Regions from separate parts of the Sus scrofa genome. Here region 2 is linked to region 1. The links are chromatin contacts, called in public Hi-C maps. All regions are on one chromosome and are shown on one strand. Each heading gives the region's core, a stretch centred on a gene start, on an enhancer-like site or on the middle of the called end of the contact. The rest is flanking DNA. Distances are from core to core; before and after follow the strand shown.

The links. A called contact is a pair of places that touch in the nucleus more often than the background predicts.
Region 2: a Hi-C map of embryonic fibroblasts shows a contact between it and region 1, with 4 times the contacts expected there. The contact joins the promoter of FBXO28 here to the enhancer-like site in region 1. A contact is called at or near these places in 1 of 5 promoter capture datasets (liver), 4 of 47 Hi-C or Micro-C datasets (embryonic fibroblasts and liver) and 1 of 2 datasets of contacts at active chromatin or transcription factors (skeletal muscle).

The regions. Positions count from the first base shown.
Region 1 is chr10:19,848,481-19,855,939 of Sscrofa11.1, forward strand. TP53BP2 (apoptosis-stimulating of p53 protein 2) reads right to left here. Exons shown (of 18, transcript XM_013980098.2): 3 at 7,097-7,210; 4 at 2,866-2,948; 5 at 237-338. Among named protein-coding and RNA genes, the nearest start is that of TP53BP2, 38 kb to the right of the region's middle. Within about 2 kb of position 4,026, at least 18 of the 83 cell types and tissues checked have an H3K27ac peak or open chromatin away from gene starts, as enhancers often do. A contact at or near this core is called in embryonic fibroblasts and liver, where this site is marked.
Region 2 is chr10:19,932,572-19,940,030 of Sscrofa11.1, forward strand. It overlaps FBXO28 (F-box only protein 28), which reads left to right and starts at 3,646. Exons shown (of 6, transcript XM_003130584.6): 1 at 3,646-3,838; 2 at 3,841-3,965. The coding sequence starts at 3,700.

The DNA.
Region 1 (7,459 bases), core at 2,776-5,275:
ATAGATGCAGACTATTGCCTTTGGAATGGCTAAGCAATGAGATCCTGCTGTGTAGCCCTGGGAACTATATCTAGTCACTTATGATGGAGCCTGATAATGTGAGAAAAAGAATGTATATATGTGTGTGTGACTGGGTCACCTTGCTGTACAGTAGAAAACTGACAGAACACTGTAAACCAGCTGTAATGGAAAAAAATTAAAAAATCATAAAAAAAAGAAAAAAAGAAACACATTACCTTAGTGGCCAGCATTTGTTGCTGGGCCTCAATCTGTTGCTGTTGGCGAGAGGCCATTTCCTGAAGTTCAGCAAGAGTCAGATCCATCCTAGGACTATGAACCTGTTTTAAAAAATTGCAAACATTACCATCAAACAATCACAGAAATTCCTCCCTCAAAGGTCTATTTATTAGTATTACTTGAACCAATCAAGACAAAATTATTCAGCCATTTTTCTTCCATAATACTAATACCTTCACATTGACTTACTAAGATGTAAAACCTACTCCATGAGGACACAGGTTCGATCCCTGGCCTCGCTCAGTGGGTTAAGGATTCAGTGTTGCCATGAGCTGTGGTGTAAGTCGCAGATGTGGCTCAGATTCCACGTTGCTGTGGCTGTGGTATAGGCTGGCAGCTGTAGCTGCCATTCAACCCCTCAGCTGGGAACCTCCATATACTTCAGATGCAGCCCTAAAAAAAAAGAAAGAAATTATACCTATGTTGGAAAGGAAGACGTTTCTTTTCCTACTCAAAGACAACATAATCATCTATGGAGAAAATTCTACAGAATCTACAAAAAAGCTCCTAAAACTGGTAAGTGATTTAGCAAGAAGGCAAGAAAAAGATCAACATGCAAAAATCAATTGTATTCCTATACATTAACAACAACTAGAAATTGAAAACAAAGCTTTTTTTTAGCCACACCAGTGGCATATGGAAATTCCCAGGCAAGGGATTTAACCCATGCTGCCAGAGACAACGCCAGATCCTTAACCCAACATTGATTTGGGGGTAACTGATCTTAGAAAAAAAGCAAGCGAGTGGAGAAAGAAGAGTCTTTCCAAGAAATGCTGCTTGTACAACTGGATGTCCACCTACAAAAAACAAAAGGAACCTTCTCACACCTCAGGCAAATATTAACTCAAAACGGATCATAGACTTAGATGTAAAATCTAAAACTAAAGCACTTCTAAGCTGATCAATGATCCTTATTAAAATTAAGAACAAGTCATAGACTGGAAAAAATATTTGCAAATCATCTAGCTCATAAAAAAACTTGGATCGATCCAGAATATTCAAAGAACTCTTAGGAGTTCTTGCTGTGGCGCAGCAGAAACAAATCCAACTAGTAACCATAAGGACGCAGGTTCGATCCCTGGCCTCGCTCAGCGGGTCAGGGATCCGTCATTGTCGTGAGCTGTGGTGTAGGTCACAGATGGGGCTCGGATCCCAAGCGGCTGTGGCTGTGGTGTAGGCCGGCAGCTAAAGCTCCGATTTGACCCCTAGCCTGGGAACTTCCATAGGCCATGGGAGTGGCCCTATTAAAAAACAAACCAAAAACCCCTCTTAAACTCAGTAATAATAAAGCAAACAATCCAAAAAAATAAGCAAAAGAAAAAAATAAGCAAAAGAGTCCAACAGATACTTCACCAAAGATGATAGACAAGTGTCAAATAAGCACATGACAATAGATGCCCAACATCCTTAGCCATTAAAGAAATAACAAGTTAAAACCACAATATAAATGATACAAATGATTTTTTAAAAATTTTCAAGAAAATACATATATACATATATAATCATATGGAGTCATTTTGCTGAACAGCAGAAATTGGCACATTATAAATCAACTATCCTTTAATAATTAAAAAAACCCACAATGGAATACTGCTACATGCCTATTAAATAGCCAAAATTAAAAGGACCATCCATACTGAATGTAGGCAAGAATGTGGAAAAACCAGAACTCTCGGATGGGGAATATAAAATAAAACTATCACTTTGGAAAACAGTCTGGCAGCTTCTTAAAAAGTTAACATATAGCTACCATATGACTCAACCATTCCACTCCTAAGAGAAATAAAAACATATGTCCATACAATGACATGTGATCATATATCCACTGGAGCTTGATTTGGAATAAAACGGAAACAACCCAAATGTCCATCATTAGAGGAAGGGATAAGTCGTGGTATAACCAGACAACAAAACACCTCTCGGCAGTAAAACACACAAGGAAATGGATGAATCTCAAAGTAATCATGCTGAGCAAATTCAGATAAAAAGAGTCCGAGTGCCCATCATGGCTCAGTGGTTAACGAATCCGACTAGGAACCATGAGGTTGCAGGTTTGATCCCTGGCCTTGCTCAGTGGGTTAACCATCCGGCGTTGCTGTGGCTGTGGTGTAGGCGGGCTACGGCTCCGATTGGACCCCTAGCCTGGGAAACTCCATGTGCTTCGGGTACAGCCCTAAAAAGACAAAAAAAAAGTTGTTTTTTTTAAAAAAGGAGTTCCCATGTGGCTGAGTGGGTTAAGAACCTGACATAGTCTCTGTGAAGACACAGGTTCAATCCCTGGCCTTGCTCAGTGGGCTAAGTATCCAGCACTGTTGTAAGCGGAGGCTCATATCCGGTGTTGCTGTGGCTGTGGTGTAGATGGGCGGCTACAGCTCCAATTGGACCCCTAGCCTGGGAACCTCCATATGCTGCGGGAAGCAGCCCTAGAAAAGGCAAAAAGACAAAAAGGGGGGGGGGACCATCCTTAATGACCTACCGAATAAAAAATAACAGTGAATGAAGTTCAAAGGTTAAAAAAACATATATCTGAGCGGCACATACACAGCACGGGGAACAAGGATCACTTACGCCATTCTCCTTTCTCCGATGCTCACCCGGAACTTTCACACCATTTCTTTTTAAACTTGGATCCTGAGACCTTGGTCCACCCCCTAAGCACAAAATTCAGAAACATTAACATGCATTAACACTAGAGTTGACTGATAATTTTCAGTCCCAGTTCATTTCTGAGCTCTGTTGTTACTGCGCTCTGCTATTTTAAGTTGAAAATAAAATATTTGCTCATAGTAGCAATGAAGTTACGGTCTCATGATTCAGCCTGTTCTGGAAAACCTTGCTTGGAACAGGGAAGAGTCAGCACTAGAAAATGTTACACGCTAACCATTTCCTAGAAAAGCTGGATGAGTCAGATGCCAAAGGAGGAAAAAGGAAGAAAATACAGGAGTTCGGGAGTTTCTGTCGTGGCTCAGCAGCAACAAACCCGACTAGTATCCGAGAGGACTGAGGTTTGATCCCTGGCCTCGCTCAGTGGGTTAGGGATCCGGCGTTGCTGTGAGCAGTGGTGTAGATCGCAGACGTGGCTCGGATCTGGCGTTGCTGTGGCTGTGATGTAGACAGGCAGCTGCAGCTCCGATTGGACCCGTGGCCTGGGAACTTCCTTATGCCATGGGTGAAGCCCCCCGCCAAAAAAAAAAAAAAAAAAAAAAAAAAAAGACAGAAAAACAAATCAATAAAACAATATCATATATATTCTGAACATGCAAACAGTCTGCTAGTGGATACTGTCCAAGTCTACACCACAAAGGTTGACACTGAGCAGCAATCCTGTTTTACCCCAATTTAGACACTATGTGGCACTGGTGTTTTGCAACAATGTGAAAACAGCGTCTTTATCTTCAGATTGTTTTTCTCACATTACAGACACACTGAAACTGCATATGGCACCACTGAGAGGCTAGTTAATAATTTACCCAGCGTGACAGAGGGAGATATTTGAACCCCTAGATGAACAGGTAAAATTCAACGAATTCATGAAAAGAAGATATGAGCAATAATGTAAATAAAGAACAAAATAAAAATAAGATACAGATGCTGACTTAAAACTACCAAAAAGAGGCAGCTTGGGGGAAAAAAATACCTGCTTATTTCAGATAAAATTACAGACACCAGTGATGCTGAAAGGCCTGTGAGCCAGCCTGGCTGAGGTGACTCAAGTTCCACGCCTGGCTCTGCCTTTAGGTGTGTGGCCTCTGACAAGTCATTTAACCCCTAAGTATCAGCCTTTCTCATCTGTAGAGTGAAAGAGGCCAGACTAAGTCAAGCCTGGGGTCTCCCACACTCCAATAATTGCTGGGTACCTACAATTTGTACTAAAGGAATAAAACTGGGAGTTCCTGTCATGGCACAGAAGAAACGAATCCGGCTAGGAACCATGAGGTTGTGGGTTCGATCCCTGGCCTTGCTCCGTGGGTTAAGGATCTGGCATTGCCATGAGCTGTGGTGTAGGTTGTAGATATGGCTCCGATCCCGTGTTGCTGTGGCTGTGCTGTAGGCCAGCAGCTGCAGCTCTGACTGGACCCCTAGCTCGGGAACCTCCACGTGCCGTGGGTGCAGCCCTAAAAAGCCAAAAAAAGAATAAAACTGAAATTCTACGACCTGTGTTACCAACATTCTTACACCCAAGAATTTTACACCGAAGTCACACTCCCTCAACTCTCCTCTCTGCACTGTGCCATGGCCTGCAGCAGTTCCCAGACCAGGGATCAAACCTGCACCACTGCTGTAACCAGAGCCACAGCAATGACAGCACCAGATCCTTAACTCACTGGGCCACCAGGGCACTCCTTCACTTTCCATTTTAAAAGATCCTTAATCCACTGAGCGAGGCCAAGGATCGAACCCACAACCTCATGGTAATTAGTCGGGTGTGTTAACCACTAAGCCACGACAGGAACTCCACAGATTCCAACATTTTTAGAAACACCTAGTAATCCTGCTCCAATCAGTGGTTTCTCACTGAGAACAAAGTGGACCCACAGGTCTCAGAGCTGAAAATCTTTCTTCCCACGTCCTACGGTCAAGCGACGGTTGTGTCCCCAGTGTCTAATGCTGCTTCCAGCCCACGGTCACAGGTTAATCAGCTTCTACCCTTTCCTCACTGTCATCTATAAACTGGTCACATAGGAGTTCCCGTCATGGCTCAGCAGTTAATGAACCCGACTAGAAACCATGAGGATGCGAGTTCGATGCCTGGTCTTGTTCAGTGGGTTAAGGATCCGGCATTGCCGTGAGCTGTGGTGTAGGTCACAGTCAAGGCTCGGATCTGGCGTAGGACGGCAGCTACAACTCCGATTTGACCCCTAGCCTGGGAACCTCCATATGCTGTGGGTTTGGCCCTAAAAAGACAAAAAATAAAAAAATAAACAAACTGGTCACAACCCTCAGTTGTCAGAGGTGTGACCACCCGACTCCCCCATTCTCTCTACCCCGCGTCCTGCCATCATTCTGGATGACCTCACCATCAAAAAGTTAACCTCTCAGAGCCCTGGCTTCCTGCCTCCTCTTGAATTCAGGCTGATTTCATGGCCCAGTGAGGGACCGTGCTGCCCAGAAGCACTCAGTATCCCAGAAATCTTAAATCCCAACATGCTAGCTTTGAGCATCGTTTCATCTCTGGACCCCTGTGCATTAACTGAAGCCAACAGCTCCCTCCCTGGTCCCCACTTTTCCTGCTGCCCCTCTGTCTTCAACTTCTTCCCCAGCTGGCTTCCCAGCATACTCTTCGTCTGTGTCCCACCGACTGTCCCCTGAACTGGTCTGGTCAAAGCCCATCCTTGGGTCCACCCAGCTTCTTCTCCTCTTACCACCCTCTGGGGGGCGGCTGAGCGCCACTGGAGACACGTCACCTGTGTTCTCCTGGTCTCGCTTCTGCACGGGCCCCCAGCCACCTGGCTCCCCTGGCAGGTCCCCTCTCCCGTTCTCCACTGCAGCGCCAGCTGCTGCCCACCTCCGCTGTCATTTCCAGATGATTCTGCCTCCCCTCTCAGAGAAAACCAATGTTTTCACAAGAGAAGCCCTGCACCCAGTGCTCCCACAGGGAGCACACGATTTCCCTGCCATTCAGAGACGCCCTACTCTGTCACGTGAAGCTCTCCAGCCCCTGGAGGGGACACCTTCTCTGGGGACTTGCCTGTGGAGCACTCTCTCCTCTCTGTAGTTCAACCTCCTGCTCTATGGACTCCATCCCCACCTGCATTAAAAACTGCCTCCCAGGAGTTCCCGTCGTGGCGCAGTGGTTAACGAATCCAACTAGGAACCATGAGGTTGCGGGTTCCATCCCTGCCCTTGCTCAGTGGGTTAACGATCCGGCGTTGCCGTGAGCTGTGGTGTAGGTTGCAGACGCGGCTCGGATCCCGCGTTGCTGTGGCTCTGGCGTAGGCCGGTGGCTACAGTCCGATTGGACCCCTAGCCTGGGAACCTTCATATGCCGCGGGAGCAGCCCAAGAAATAGCAACAATAACAACAACAACAACAACAACAAAAAGATAAAAGACAAAAAAAAAAAAACTGCCTCCCATCGAGTCTGGGATTGGTAGGTGCAAACGTTACATTTGGGATGGATTAGCAGTGAGGTCCTGCTGTACAGCACAGGGAACTACGTCCAGTCTCTTGGGATAGAACATGATGGAAAATATAAGAAAGGAAATGTATATGCCTATGTGACTGGGTCACTGTGCTGTACAGCAGAAACTGGCAGAATGGCGTAAATCAACTACGCTCTAATAAAAAATTTTGAAGAAAGGAAAAAAAGGGGAGTTTCCATTGTGGCACAGCGGAAACGAACCCTGCTAGTTCCCATGAGGACGTGGGTTCGATCCTTGGCCTCGCTCAGTGGATCAAGGATCCAGCGTTGCCATGACCTATGGTGTAGGTCGCTGGTGTGGCTCGGATCTGGCGTGGCTGTGGCTGTGGTGTAGGCTGGCAGCTGCAGCTCTGATTGGACCCCTGGCCTGGGAATCTCCATATGCTGTGGGTACGGCCCTAAAAAAGGCAAAAAAATAGGGAAAAATACCTGTCTCCCATCTTGAAACAAAACACTCAGAACCACACCCTTTCCTCCCCATCCCGCAGGTCAGGGCTTAGGAGAGCAGTCTAGCCATCCTCACCGTTCCCACTTCCCTACCTCTCATTCACTCCTCAAATCACCTGGCTCCTGACCATGGGCCACCTCTCCCCCACCTACCCCCGAGCATGAAATACAAGTTCAAATCCTTGTTATGATTCATAGGCTGCTACCTACCCACATCCCGGCCAGGGGGGCGCTCGTGGCGAAGGAAGAAGCGAACTTCACTCCTCTGACTCCCAAACCGCTGCAAGACGTCAAACATCCGCTCGTTATCAGCCACTGGACGTTCTAAAAGAAACGAACAAATGTTATCTGCAGGTAAAAGAAAGCCGAAAATATTTTCTGTCCACATTTCCTGCAAATTCTGCATGATGATGCAGGAAATAATTAGCATATTAGATCTTTTTTTTTTTTTTCTTTTGGTTAAAAGGATCCTTAGAAAATTGGAGAATCAGGGAGTTCCCGTCGTGGCGCAGTGGTTAACAAATCCGACTAGGAACCATGAGGTTGCGGGTTCGATCCCTGCCCTTGCTCAGT
Region 2 (7,459 bases), core at 2,396-4,895, 84 kb after region 1:
GCAGGCTCTCATTGCTTTTCCATTCCAAAGGCAATAAATCTGCATCTATTAACCCCAAATTCCCAATCTATCCGGCTCTCTCCTCCTTCCCCTTGGCAACCACGAGTCTATTCTCCAAGTCCATGATTTTCTTTCTCACAATGTCTTGAAAGCATGATTCCATTTACAGAAATTCAATTTCAGTCTAACCTACCAAGAAAGATTCTAACTTTAATAAGACAAGGTAGAAAATGAATTCATTCCAGACCAAATTTTAATTGGCTCTATGAAGATACAGCAATACCCTAGGTAGAAAAATGAAATTACCATCTTCAGTGGGGATGAAATGAACATATTAAAAATATGCAAGCAGGAGTTCCTGTCATGGCGCAGCGGAAACAAATCCAACCAGGAACCATGAGACTGCCAGTTCGATCCCTGGCCTCACTCAGCGGGTTAAGAATCCGGCGTTGCCGTGACCTGTGGTATAGGTTGCAGACGTGGCATGGATCTGGTGTTGCTGTGGCTGTGGTGTAGCCTGGTAGCTGCAGCTCTGATTCGACCCCTAGCCTGGGAACCTCCATATGCTGTGGGAGTGGCCCTAAAAAGACAAAAAGACAAAAAAAAAAAAAAAAAAAAGCCATAACTAAGTAGGAGTTCTCATTGTGGTTAAGGATCCACCTGTAGTCTCTGTGAGGATTTGGGTTCTAGCCCTGGCCTCACTCAGTGGGTTAAGGATCTGGCATTGTCACAAGCTGCAGGGTAGGTCACAGATGCAGCTCTGCTTTGACCCTGTACCTGGGAGCTTCCATATGCCACAGATGCAGCCATAAAGAAAAAAAAAAGATAAATAAGTCCTAGGGTTGTAATATACATGATAAATATAATTAATACTGCTGCATGTTATATATGAAAGTTTGAGAGTAAATCCCAAGAGTTCTCCCTACAAGAAAAAATTTCTATTTCTTTAATTTTGTATCTATATGAGATGACAGATGTTCAAACTTGTGATAATCATTTCATGATGTAAGTCTATCATTATGCTATACACGTTAAATTTTTTAAAAATTTTACTTATTTATTTTATTTTATTCTATTTTATTTTTGCTTTTTAGGACCACACTAGAGGCACATGGAGGTTTCCAGGCTAGGGGTCCAAATTGGAGCTATAGCTGCAGGCCTACACCACAGTCATAGCAACACCAGATCTGAACCGAGTTTGCGACCTACACCACAGCTCACGGCAACACCGGATCCTTAACTCACTGAGTGAGGCCAGGTATCAAACCCACAACTTCATGGTTCCTAGTCAGATTCATTTCTGCTGTGTCACGATAGGATCTCCTGTACACCTTAAATTTATACAGTGATATATGTCAACTATAGCTCCATAAAACTGGAAGAAAAAAAAAAGTACAAACTCTCAGATGCATTTCATTGGATTCACCAATTGTTAACATGTATCGCATTTGTTTTATTAATCTCATTCTCTATCTTCATACATGTTGAACCATTTAAGAGCAAATTGAGACATAATGCCCCCTTACCCCTAAATACCTCAATGTGTATTTTCTAAGAAGGACATTCGCTAAAATTATCCAAATCAGGGGGAGTTCCCATTGTGGCTCAGTGGTAACGAATCCAGCTAGTATCCATGAGGATTCGGGTTCGATCCCTGGTCTCGCTCAGTGGGTTAGGGATCGGGCGTTGCCGTGGGCTGCAGTATGGGTTGCAGATGCAGCTCAGATCTGGCGATGCAGTGGCTGTGGTATAGGGCAGCAGCTACAGCTCTGATTCAGCCCCTGGCCTGGGAACATCCATATGCTTCCGGTGCGCCCTTAAAAAAGCAATCCATCCATCAATCAACAAAATTATCCAAATCAGGAAATGATATGATTATAATATTGTTTAACATACAGTCCATATTCAGATTATGCCAATTGTCACAGTAATGTTCTTAATCCATAATCCAATCCAGGATCTCCCAAGGGTTTAGTTGTCTTGTCACTTTAGTCTCTTTTAATGCAGCACAAATCCTGAGTCTTTGTCTTTCATGACGTTAATACTTTTTAAGATTCTAGGGTAGATATTTAGATTTGTCCACCTTGAATACAAGTGAACGCTTTTTTTTTTTTCCTTTTTTCTAATCCCCTCCCCCTACTCCCACACTCGCATCACGTGCAAGCTCCCCGGTCAGGGATCAAACCCAAGTCACAGCTGTAATTAGAGCCACAGCAGTGACTCTGCCGGATTCTTAATCTGCTGAGCCAGAGGCAACTCCAGGTTATGCATTGTTTGGTAGGAAAACCACATTATGTTACGTCCTTTTCAAGATACCATGTCAGTAGGTATATTATGTCCTTTTCTCCCATAATCTGTGATGTTAATTTTGATCATTTGATCATGGTGGTGTCTACCAAATTTCTCTATTGTAAACACCTTTTTTTATTTTGTAATTGATAGGAAATTCATGGGGATTATTCTGAGACTATGTAAATATTATATTCCACACCACACCATTACTTTCCATTGTTAGCGTCTTTTGATGATTCTTGCCTAAATCAATTTCTAAAATGAGATATAATTCACATATTATAAAATTCACTTTTTAAAAAAAATTTTGTCTTTTTAGGGCCGCACCTGTGGCATATGTAGGTCCCCAGGCTAGGGGTCGAACTGGAGCTGTTACTGCCAGCCTAGATCACAGCAATGCCAGATCTGAGCCTTGGCTGCGACCTACACCACAGCTCATGGCAACACTGGATCCTTAACCCACTAAGCGAGGCCAGGGATCAAACCTGTGTCCTCATGGATACTAGTCGTCTCCACTGAGCATGATGGAAACTTCTAAAATTCACTATTTTAAAGTGTATAATTCAGTGGTTTTTAGTATCCACAGCGTTGTACACCCATCACTAGGATCTAATTCCAGAACATTTTCATCACCCCAGCACAAAACCCTGGACCCTTTCCTCTGCTCTTTCCAGCCGCTGGAAAACACTAATCCACTTTCTGTCTTTATTGACTGGACTACAGAAACATTTCATATCAATAGATTCCTACAATATGTGGTTCTTCGTGTCTGGCTTGTTCTCTCTTTTTTTTAAATGGCCGCACATGAAGTTCCCAGGCTAGGGGTCAAATTGGAGTTGTAGCTGCCAGTCTACACGACAGCTACAACAACGTGGGATCCCAGCCTTCTCTGCAACCTACACCACAGCTCACAACGATGCTGCATCCTTAACCCACTGAGCGAGGCCAGGGATCGGCGCTGCATCCTCACGAATGCTAGTTGGGTTCATTACTGCTGAGACACCAGGCACTCCTGCGTCTGGCTTCTTTAACATGTTTTCAAGTTTCATTCATGCGGTAGTTTTAATCAATCCCTCATTCTCTTTTGCCTAAATCAATTACTATTATGCTTCTTGAGAAATGATGACTCTCTACCTTGTCCAGTCTACACTTACTAGTTAACATTTGTCTCTCCTTTGTCAGAAAAGCACTTTAAGAAAATTGCACGGTTCCCTAGCCCTCAAGCCGTTCCCAATCTTAGATCTCTCCTTTCCACTTGAACAAGCAGCACCTTCCGTCTCCGCCTGTCACCCGTAGGCTCCGCCCCCTCCTCCAGGTGCCCCGCCCCTGCCGCTCCAGAGGAGGAAGTGACGCACCGGAAGTGTCCCTGTTCCCCCTTGCAGTGGGGGAAGGACTCAAACCCCAAAGATGGCGGCGGCGTCGGAGGAGCGGATGGCTGAGGAAGGAGGCGGCGGCCACGGCGACGGCGGCTCCTCTTCGGCTATCGGCTGCACCCAGCGACTGCCCCCACCGCCCCCGCCCCAGCTCCCGCAACCGGGATCCCAGGTGCCCCAGCCCCGGCGCTGGCTCCGGACCAGCTGCCTCAAAACAACACGCTGGTGGCGCTGCCCATCGTAGCCATCGAGAACATCCTCAGCTTCATGTCCTACGACGAAATTAGCCAGCTCCGCCTGGTGAGGCCCCCGCGGGACCCCAGCCGCCCTCTCCGCCGGGCCGAGGTCTGGGAGGGCTCCAGAGGAAAGAGCGTTCCCGGGGAGGGAGCCCCCAGCGAGCTGCGGCGGGCGCCAGGGTCCCGAGCGTGCCCCTCCTGCCTGCCCCCCAGTCTCTCGGGCCAGTTCGCGAGGCCCGCCCGGATTGCGCCCTGGCTTCGGGCCGGGGGCGACTGCCGGCGTGATCTTGGCCGTGGAGGGCTCGGTGCCCCCCACCCGGAAGCGGGGCCGCGGGCGGGGAGGTAGCGAGAGCTGGGCTTCCCACCTCCGCCAGGCCTGAGCGGGGACACCGGAGGGGGTCTCGCCACCTGCCTTTTGTGTGTCACCTTCCAGCCTCGGGCAGGCGCTGGGAGCCAGAACTCCGAAGTAGGCCAGGTTATCCCAGCCAGGTTTGGCTTGTCTGCGAGAATAACGCATTGTTCCCCAACCACCCAAGTTGCCTTGTTGCAGAAAATAAAGTCGGTCAGTCCTCCCAAAAGCCGGGAGCGGTTTGGAGGAATTAGAACGCGTCTCCGCAGCCTCAGACCCAGCGCCCTAGTTGACCAATAAAGTAGAGCCTTGAGCAGTTACTATTCCGGCTTTGCCTCGCCCCTGACACTTCGCAGCCAGGGTGAAGCAACTTGCTCCCTGAGACGGCTGTCTTTTTTTCTTGCAGTTCTTTTTCTAACGAGTGCTTCACTCCCACTCGCCAGCTTTAGGAGAGGTTTTAGACCTTAAAATCACAGAGTTCGGTCTATGATTTATGAAAATAATGAATTTGCCTTTGGGATTTTGCTTCACTCCAGAGGTTTGACTGAAGGTTTGATGAATATCTCAGTTCAGTCAGATGTTTTGCTTCCTTTCAGTGAATTTATCTTTAAGTGATAAGGAAATTGAAGGAGGTGGACATTTTGAAATGATTTGCAAACCGATGCCGTGTGGAAGCTAAATCTGTGGTTGAGGTTGTTTTTAGGAGGACAAAGACATATTTCTGAATGTGCTGTGTATAGCATTTTCTTAATAATCAATATGCCATATTTTAGGATTACTCCTTCAGTTTAAAATTGATTATAATTGTATTTTTGAGATAAAAGTGTACTTATTTTTTAAAGAAAGCTTAGACATATTGATTCAAGCCGGCGGGCAATTTTTTTTTCTTGTCAACACAGCCAGTTTGCAGGATGGAAAAATGATTGTAATTTCCAAACCATGTCATCCTAGGATTTCTTGTAGAATCTTAATATTCCTTCAAATTCATGTAAAGGATGATAGGTTTGATCAAAATTTGTGGTGTATATTCATGGTGTCTGGAAATTGGGCATAATTTGATTGAATCGAGGCTTTCAGCCAAACAATGGCTTTGTAAAGCTTGGAATGTTCACAGTGTTGAAAACTGTGGGGTTTTCGTTCATATGTTAGTCATTTTACTTTTTTAAAAAGTAAATACATTTTTAAAGGGGGTAAACCAGCCTATCCTAGGGGACAGAGTTAAAACACATCCTGCAATTTGTTAGTAAACAGCATCTCCTTCAAGTGAAATAATCAGTTGCATTCTTAATTTTAAACACTTACCTATTTTAGCATTTTAAAAATACACATTTGTTGTTTCAAACAAAGATTTTTTTCACAAGTCCCTTATCACCCCTCCATTCCCACCCCCCCCACAGAGATTCAGCTGCCATTTTTACATCTTAAAGATGTTTTTTCCCCCCTGCTTTAGTAATGGGGAGCTATTTATTCCTTTTTTTAACTTAAAATTAATAGATGAATCTTAAATGGATACTCGGGAGAAGGGGGGAATTTGGAACTGTCTTTTGTTTTTAAATTCATTGGTTTGAGATACAGTTCAAGTACCATGAAAGATTCTTGCCACTAGATGTCAGCATTAATTTAATTATGATCTTTTAATGAATTTGGCAGTCTAGAGATGGTGCCTGGTAGGTATTTTACATGCCTTTTCTAATTTAAGTGGCCATCTAATTTATACCTAAAGAATGTATTTGTTTCGTTTGCCAAAAAAATCAGTAGCAGTGTGTATGCTGCTATCCAGCATATACATCATGTAGTTTCTTTTTATTGTTAATAAGTCTTTTTGAGGGGAGTTAAGGTTGGATGTACTTGGAAGAGAGTGATATTAATAAGGAACAGACTTGGTTTCCATAAAGCCACATGTCAGCAATTTGGTGGTTGATGAGCTAGGTTTTGTATTTTCAGGTGTTTCTTTTTTCTTCCTTCCCAGTTTACTTGCCTCATTAGGACTTCAATCTGTTGTTAGCACCTAAATTAGAGGGTAGCTGCACAATCTGTTGTACTTCTCTATATTTTCTTTAAAAGATTTGCTCTAAGTTGAAATTGCTAAAATAATGTTTTCTCATTATTTGTGCACTGTAGTTGATGATAGTCTTTGCTTCCTCTTGCCATGAATAATTGAAATTTGACTCTCTGGGCTAGCCGTTTCCAAGGGACTGTCCAAATGCCTTATTAAATTGGATTTTGTATTATTTTTTCTGCCATTGCTCCAAAAATGTACCCAGAATCTGGAAATCTTGGTTATCCAAAAATAGTTCTTTAAATATTTAACTTTTCCAATGTATTTTAAATTATTTGAACACAACTTTTGGAATGACAAAACATGTACTTTGAGTTGTTTTTCCCGTAAATCACACACGTTTGTGCTGATGCAGCACTAGGCTGTCACCTAGGCCCCCTTGACAGGTATGAGAGTTTTTTAGACAAGTGGCAAAGGTCAAGAATCGAGGTTCTGGGAGTTCCTTTCGTGGCACAGTGGTTAACAAATCTGACTAGGATCCATGAGGATGCGGGTTTGATCCCTGGCCTTGCTCAGTGGGTTGAGGATCCGGTGTTGCCATGAGCCGTGGCATAGGTCACAGATGTGGCTCGGATCCTGCACTGCTGTGGCTGTGGTGTAGGCCAGCGGCTACAGCTTCGATTCCACCCCTAGGCCTGGGAACTTCCATATGCTGCAGGTGTGGCCCTTAAAACAAACAAACAAACAAAAAAAAGTGAGGTCCTTCCCTCATTAGGGAGCAGTTCAAATCAAAGTTAACTTTGAACACATAACTGACTTATGAACACAGTATTCTCACTTGCTGAAAAAATAAGTACGGAAGGCTTTTTAAGAGATGTTTTAGATCTTATCAAACTTTTTTTTTTTTGGCTTTTTGTCTTTTCTCTTTTTAGGGCCTCACCGGAGGCGTGTGTACGTTCCTAGGCTAGGGGTCGAATCAGAGCTATAGCCACCTGCCTATGCCAAAGCCACAGCAATGCAGAATCTGAGTCACATCTGTGACCTATACCACAGTGGGTTCCTCAACCCACTGAGCGAGGCCAGGGATCGAACCCACAACCTCATGGTTCCTAGTGGGATTAGTTTCCGATGTGCCACAACGGGAACTCCATAATCAAATCTTTTTCTTTTTGGTTCTAGTGATGCTCCTATAAATTTAATGGAATCCTAT